Regions from separate parts of the Zea mays genome. Here region 2 is linked to region 1. A link is a contact called in public Hi-C data. All regions are on one chromosome and are shown on one strand. Each heading gives the region's core, a stretch centred on a gene start, on an enhancer-like site or on the middle of the called end of the contact. The rest is flanking DNA. Distances are from core to core; before and after follow the strand shown.

What was found. Hi-C and Micro-C count contacts between places; a contact is called where the count stands out from the background.
Region 2: a contact with region 1 is called in a Hi-C map of leaf, with 8 times the contacts expected there. The contact joins the promoter of LOC100278084 here to the enhancer-like site in region 1. A contact is called at or near these places in 2 of 25 Hi-C or Micro-C datasets (endosperm and leaf).

Annotation. Positions count from the first base shown.
Region 1 is chr3:21,984,519-21,988,279 of Zm-B73-REFERENCE-NAM-5.0, reverse strand. No RefSeq gene overlaps it. Among protein-coding and RNA genes, the nearest start is that of LOC103649831, 5.6 kb to the right of the region's middle. Within about 2 kb of position 1,584, at least 18 of the 20 cell types and tissues checked have an H3K27ac peak or open chromatin away from gene starts, as enhancers often do. A contact at or near this core is called in endosperm and leaf, where this site is marked.
Region 2 is chr3:22,626,603-22,630,587 of Zm-B73-REFERENCE-NAM-5.0, reverse strand. It overlaps LOC100278084, which reads left to right and starts at 1,525. Exons shown (of 1, transcript NM_001151477.2): 1 at 1,525-2,397. The coding sequence starts at 1,699. The coding sequence ends at 2,256.

The DNA.
Region 1 (3,761 bases), core at 335-2,834:
TAGTGCGTTACAGCTTTCTCGAAACTTTTTCAAATTTTTATCACAGCCTCTACATATGATATCATGACACGTGGACAGGGTTCATGATTTTCTGACTTTGTTTCTGTTTTATACAATTTTTAAACACCTGGATGGCAAGTTTACGGTCATGTTGAGTGAGCATGGTGCTCGAAGTTTCCGGTTCGCTCCTGAAATCGGTCGTAACTTGTGCTATGTAGCATGGATATCATTTTTGCATTCACGGTTTTCCAAGTTTCGAGTGACCTGCAGTTCAAATCTGAATTTTCCGAAGAAATTCAAATAAACAAACTAAATGTACTAGCTATAGAAAAAACTGTTATAATTGTCCCAAAATGGTACATGTAGGTCTACATAGTGTAGAAACATACCACAAAAATTTTGGTGACCAAAATAAAAAAAATTAAAATATGCTTTGCCGAGTGTCTACAGAGGACACTCGGCAAAGACTATGTTTGCCGAGCGCCAGATATTTGACACTCGGCAAAAACTGACGGCCGTCAGTTGTAGACGGCCGCTAACGGCCCTTTGCCGAGAGCCATGTTTGCCGAGTGCTTGACCCTCGGCAAAGAAGTCTTTGCCGAGTGCTCGGCTGTGCCGAGTGTCCTACACTCGGTAAACTAGCTCTTTACCGAGCGCAGGACGTTGCCGAGTGCGGCACTCGGCAAAGCCGGATTTGCCGAGTGCCCGATAAAAAGCACTCGGCAAAGCCACCGGCACTCGGCAAAGGCGCGAATTCCGGTAGTGATTTGGACGCGGCAGCACCTGGCACGGGCACACACGTTGAGGCGCGCGTCTCGTCGGAGCGAGAGAGTGCGCACCAGTCACCAGCAGTCCAGGCGTCCAGCACAGATGGTGGGTGGTGTTCCGGCCGGGCCGGTACTCACTTGTCAATCGGGACCAGAAAAGCATGCGACAATATGTGCCATGTACTTGCCTTGCCTTGCAGAGATCGATCCAAGTGACCGGCATACGTGCGCTATGAGCCTCTGTCGTTTGCATGCTCAGCGTGTGCCTTCCCCGTTGGGTTGGGGGCTTGCGTGTCGACAATATGGTCCATCGGTTCTTGGTCTTGCCAACTTTATTTTAATTTAGGGCTTGTTCGGTTAGCTCTCAATCCATGTGGATTGAGTGGGATTGGATGGGTTTGAATCCCAAACAAGTCAAATTTCTTAAGAATTTTTTCCAATCCCATCCAATCCATGTGTATTGGGAATAACCGAACAAGGCCTTAGCAGGCACCAAAACCATGCATCAAGCTAGCTTGATATTATTTATTATTTATCTATAAGGCCGACAGGGTAAATTACGTAACCTGCTTCTGCCATTCCGGTGGACAAGCACTGACGGACGAGAGCTGGATAATTATATAATAGATAAATAAACGAATACGAGTACTACTTACGTAAAAACAGTGCCGTGAACAGAAGTGACAGAATTTTCTTTTTATGGTAATGTCCGGAGAATCCCCCCGCATCGAGATCGCGCTCGCTGGGGCCCACGCTTCTGGGCCGGTCCAGCGGCGGGGCCACGTAGGCTCCGCATGCATCGAAACTCCGGCGTCCACGTTTCGCGCCGCGGTTGGACCGCCCCCAGCCAACGGAACCTCAACACGTGGCCTGCACTCCCTGATCTCCCATTGGCTGCATCGGCGGTAGCAGCCACGTACGAAACGCACGCAGTCATTCATGCTCATGCATGCATGCCAATAGGGTTAGGGGCCGCGTACGCCTGCGCTTTACGCTAGGGGTTTTGTTTACTGGTACTGGTACATGCGGTGCGAGTGCGACTAGACTAACAAAGATTATTAGCTTTTGTTAATCCCTGGAACGTACCTAAACTAACAAGGATTAGCGAGTCAACATGTGCACAGTAGTGGAGTGGCGCCTCCACAGGGAGGTGGATGATGATATATAGATCATCCTAAGATTCGTATCACATATAGTATTATTAAGTGGGGGGTTACCTGCTATTTTTTTATTTGGCAAGTTTTCTATTCGCCCCCACTAGCTGGTCTCGTTGGTCCCCTTCTTCGTTCCACCCCCGTTCTCCGCCTCTGGAGACCGTATTATAAGGCACAATTGTCGGTGATAAATTGTATCCTAGACATATATAGAATAACCATCGACGGTTACGTCGTGCGTATACCATTGGTCGCCTTTCGTTACTGAATTTGTATAGTACAAGTATATATACATATACATGCACGCTCTCCTATCAACGGCAACTTGACTCCTGCATAACCTAACAATATAGTACAAAGCAAACCCACAACAAGAACTGAATCAATGTGTGTGTATATATATATATATATATATATATATATATATATATATATATATATATATATATATATATATATATATATATATATATATATATATATATATATATAGGCGGGATACATGCATATATATATATATATATATATATATATATATATATATATATATATATATATATATATATATATATATATATATGCATGTATCCCGCCTGTCTATAATAATATGCATGTCGCGTCGACGGGCTGTCGTAGGCTAGCTTATCATACTCGCATCGCATTCACATCATATATATCCAAGTGGATTAGGCTAGGTTGGCTACGAACTGGGGTTAACCCTAGTCGAAGCTAATAAAATTATGTTATGCCCCTACTATACATGGATCATTATGGAGTCACCCCATTTGGCAAAGCATCGGCCATATATATATATATAAAGTAATCCATGATTGTACGGGAGGCATGTAGAACGGATTTGATAGGATGTCTCCAGACGAGCAACTAGAGCTATATTAGTTTAGTTTAATGGCGAGCGCAAAAGATTAACCTAATCGTCAATGTCATGTGGATGGATGCATGTACGCAGCACCAGCTCAGTTGATCTAGTCGACAAGCCTATAGCTAACAAAACTGCAGATGCACGTCGTCTGACCTTTCCATCTCCATGTTTTTTTCCCCTGCTCAATTCCTGTTGAACTCATCGTTAAGTAGTCCAGTACAGTATATATGATTCAACTCATCAGGCTATATATTATTCACAGTTTAACTGTGATTTCATCATCTTTTCTCGAAGACTATCAGTTGGGCCTTTGATTGCATGAGACGAGGTTCTTAAAAATCTAGGCTTGCATCATCTTCGGATCATGTGTTGTTGCTTGTATGATTAGTTTTTTTTTTGAAGCTTGTAGGATTAGTTAACTACTGGTGGCTTAAGTACACGTAGGCATGAGTCTTTTAATAAAGGCAATGTATCCTGTGTAAAAGGTTCTCCTGTGTAAACATGCTAAAACGCCTTAACAACCTTTAGATCCAGAATCAAAGCCTAATTTTAATCTCACCTAACCGCCACCGCACCAGATTACCAGGAGGGGGTTCTTTAGAAAAAACACAAGATTATTAGGTGGGATTAAGATTAGCCTTTGATTCTGGATCCAAAGGTTGTTAAGACGTTTTAGCATGTTTACACAGGAGAACCTTTTACATAGGATATGTTGCCTTCAATAAAAGGACAAGTAGGTGACGCATGGCGAGACCTGTCTAGCGTAGAGTTTTCTTTTTTTTTTTGTGGCATGTGGGAAGCTTAGACCGGCCGAGCGCAGCGTGGGTTAATTAACTTGATTATTAGAGCCGGCCAATTTCAGTTGGCTTTGTTTGGTGACTAGAAATAGAGATAAGGGCCAGCTAGGGCCGGTCAGTACTAAAGTATTTTGTTGATTGGCACAAGATTGGGGATGGAGAA
Region 2 (3,985 bases), core at 276-2,775, 640 kb before region 1:
CACATGCTTGGTGTGCCTGCTTTGCTTCGGAGCGTGGCCTTTGTCCCTAAATAAATAAAAAGGGTGGTTGGGCGCACCGTACATTCGGGTCGACCGGGTCGGGTTGGCTTGGCTCCCGGTCCCCGGAACTGCGGTCATTCATTGCGTACGGCGCGCGTCGAATCTCAAGGCACAGCCCTTCCCAAATGCAGAATTTACAGGAATGGAACCGATATGCACTTTTCCCCTTAGTAGTAGCTATATAATTCTTTAGTTTATAAATTTTGTTATTGAGTAGTGCTATATGCGTAGCAGTGCATGCGGCGACAAAAAAAAGAAAATGAAATTAATAATGAAATTCTGTGAGGTTCAGAACCAACATCTTTTCACCCAGTTATTATTGTCCGCACCGAGCAGGCACGCCCTCGAAATCTTTTTCCAGATGGGAGAGAATAAACCTTTTTTTTAAAAAATATAGCTGGGTCCAACTCGTCGGCCTGACTAAAAAGAGACCCGCCGCCCGGGATAAAGATCGCCACTGACCAGTACAGCCAGCCAGACACACAGGTGGCTTTTCAAAGGTTTTAAAAAAAAGCAGTGCCAGAAATATCGAAGGGGGGAGACTGACTGGACCGCTGCAGGCCGTCGCCGTTCAACCACCACACACGCCCCAATCCACCCATCCAGTCCAGGGCGTGGACAAATAAAAGCAGGCAGGCAGGCGCGCGCGGACGGAGACGCGGCCACGCCCACGCACTTCCAGATGGGATGGCAAGCCTCACGCAGGCAGGCAGCCAGACACGCACACATCCCCGTCCATGCCATTTTTTAAATTCATTTAGGCCTTGTTCGTTTCCATCGGATTGCACCCGGAATAATTCCAGCTAATCAAAGTTTATATAAATTAGAGAACCAATCCGGTCAGGAATCGTTCCGACCCACCAATCCGATAGAAACGAACAAGGCCTTACAAGGTTTCAAAATATCAGAAATCACTCATAGGTAACGGAAATATAACTGCAACTTGGGCCGGTCTGTATTCAATTGAATCTATACGCAGCCACACGTTCAGGTTTGAAGAATTATACTCAACAAGCACTGCCGTCACCTACCAGCAAAGGCACAAAAGCAGGCGAGAGAAAATAGGCAACCGAACAAAAATGCACTTCTGAGGTCTGACGCCAGCGGGGCGAGAGTGCTGGCTGGAAGCCTGGAACACGAGACTCGACTACTCGAGCGGTCGTCCATGGTATGGTGCCTGCTCTGGTTATTCGCATCAACGGGCCGCCACGGGAGCGTGTGGACAATACCTCTGGCACCCGACGAAACTCTCAAACTACACCGCCCGCCCGCCAGCTCCGGGAGGTACCTGAGCTGATAACTATAGACCTCGATGCACCACCGCACTGGCGACCAAACCAAAACCGCCCGAGCAAACTTTTTTCCGGAAACCCCCCTGCGAGAAACGTCGTCCGCAGAGCCGCCCACCGCGTGCAACGCTATATAAGGTGGCCCCGAACTCGGCGACGCTGCGCACAACACCTCGCTTTTTGTACTCTTCCGTCTTTGCCCTCGCGTTAACGCGCTCGTCTCGCCTGGCCTAGCTAGCTGCCTGCCTTGGCTTGCTTGCTACGTCGTGTACTATACACAGCGAGAGGAAGGAGGAGCAAGAAAAGAAAGAAAAGAGAGAGAGTCGCTTCCTTTCCTCCAACTTATTCCATGGAGACCTCTTCTCACAAGCGGGCGCGGGAGGCGGTCGACCTCGCCGCCGCCGCCGGAGAGGCCGTGTGGCCGGAGGCCGACGCCAAGAGGCTGCGGCCGCAGGACCTGCTCGACATGCTCGACGACGACACCGAAGCGGCGGCCGCCGGCGACCTGGCGTCCGTCATGCGGAGCCTGGAGGAGGAGATAGCCAGCTTCGACGAGGCCGCGGAGGCGGCGCCGTCGCAGCAGCCGGAGCTGGGGTTCCTGCTCGAGGCCTCGGACGACGAGCTGGGGCTGCCGCCGGCGGGATCCGCCGCCGCCGCCTCTTCGGAGGAGGCCGGCCTCGCCGGCCCGCCGGAGCCCGCCGCCGCGCTCTACGGCCAGATCTGGGGCTTCGACGACGAGATCGACGGAGGCTTCGGTGGCTACTCGCCCGAGGCTGCCGCCGCGGCCGCCGCCGCCGCCGCGTGGGACGACGACGTCTTCGGCGCCGGCCTGTTCGCGTTCGGCGACGACGCGTGCGCGCCGTCGGATCTCGCGGCGCTGCGCCACGAGTCCATGCCCGCCGTCTGATGACGCGTCCCCCGTGCGTGCGGCCGCACCCAGGGGATTAGCCCCTATCTTTTTTTCTCGTTTTTATTTTTACCTTTTGGCTAACCTGAATGTAAAGTTTCTTAGGAGGGTTAAAACAGAGCCGTGCAAAACTTGGGAAGATAAGATTTCAGATAGGCGGAAGGTTCTGGAAATGGCCTCCCTTTTTTTTGTTTGCCCTCGGAATCTACCTCTCGCTTAATAGAAAAAGAAAATAAGAGGAAGCGAGTACATACATAAAGCTATTAAAATAAAAATAATAAACAGTGAAGCAAAAGACAGATGCCGACAAGTTTTCAAAAAACAGATGGAGGTGGGCGATTATACTGAGAGGAAAAAAATAATGTTTTCATGAATTGTTATCTGGAAAAAATACTTGCAAGGATCCAGCACTCCAAATTGGAATTGGAAGAGTCCGCGAATTTTCGCAACCTTTTAGACGGGGAAGAATAATTCTGGCTGCTACGGTTGACCATGAGCAGGAAACTGTTTTACATTTGCCTGGGAACGAGATTAAGTTAAGGGCATGTACAGTGGTATTTAATGTGGGAGCTCTTAAGGTGTTTTAGGGGGTTATTTGCAAAAAAATCTTAGAGCCGTCTCTCCGTGAAGAGACGCCTCTGGCTCGTAAACCAAGTAACAACAGACGCCTCACTTCCCACTATACAAATTTGTCGTCTGTTCTATCGATCTGATGCTATATAAATACATTTAATTCTGTATTTATTAATAAACTACGTTTATAGACACTCCATTGTACAATATAGTCTCTTAGTTGTCTCCTGTGCTTGGAGAACCGTTTTGGTGTCTCTCCACTGTACATGCCCTAACAGGGAAAAGACCGTGAGCCACCGGCTCGCAGGACTAGCCGTTCGCCGTTGTTGTGAGGTAGTCGCTGCGCACACAGGAAACGTTGTCCGGGAACAGCTGTGGCGTGGAGCACTGCCGTGTGCCCGTGTCCCTACTCCTAAGTCTTAACTGAACCTGACGTTTCCTCATTTTCTTATCGTCAGTTTATTGGGAAGACTTTTACCAAGCTATAGTTCATTTCATGATGTCAGGGAAGTATTTTAAAGACTGAGTATGGTCTTGGCACCAAGATCATCTGCAAGAGGCTAGCTAAGGCTAGCTAAATGACTCGTCAAGCCAAATTTTGGTAAATCAACATCAAAATAAATCTCCAACAGACTAGCTATCTGACTTTCAAATTAGCTCTCTCACTAACCAAACTTGACTAGTCACCTAACTAGCCAAAATAGATAGATAGTATGTTGGAGTTAAATGCTATATAAAAAGTGTAGTCTTTATAAAAAGATAAATAGATATTCAAATATAGATTAAAAAATAAAGAGTATCTCTTGGAGGTGCTCTAATACCAGTTTTATGTTTCATCTATCATCTATGAAACAATTACTCCACACTCATTCTAGATAATAAAGTGTTTTACTGCATACCTATACATAATTTTATGTGTTGTTAAAAATATCTATTTATGCAGAAAAACCAGAACACTATATAATTAAGAATAAAGAATCAAATTTCCTATATTACAAACGCGGTTCGAAACGAGGCCAACCAGGACGTCCACGTCATCAGAAAAATGTGAACCGTTCGATTTCTAATCGACACTTCCTATGCACCGATGCAACAGTAGTATTGGCGGATTAAAAAAGGAAATAAAAAGCAACCGTCTACTCTATCCAGAAGAGTG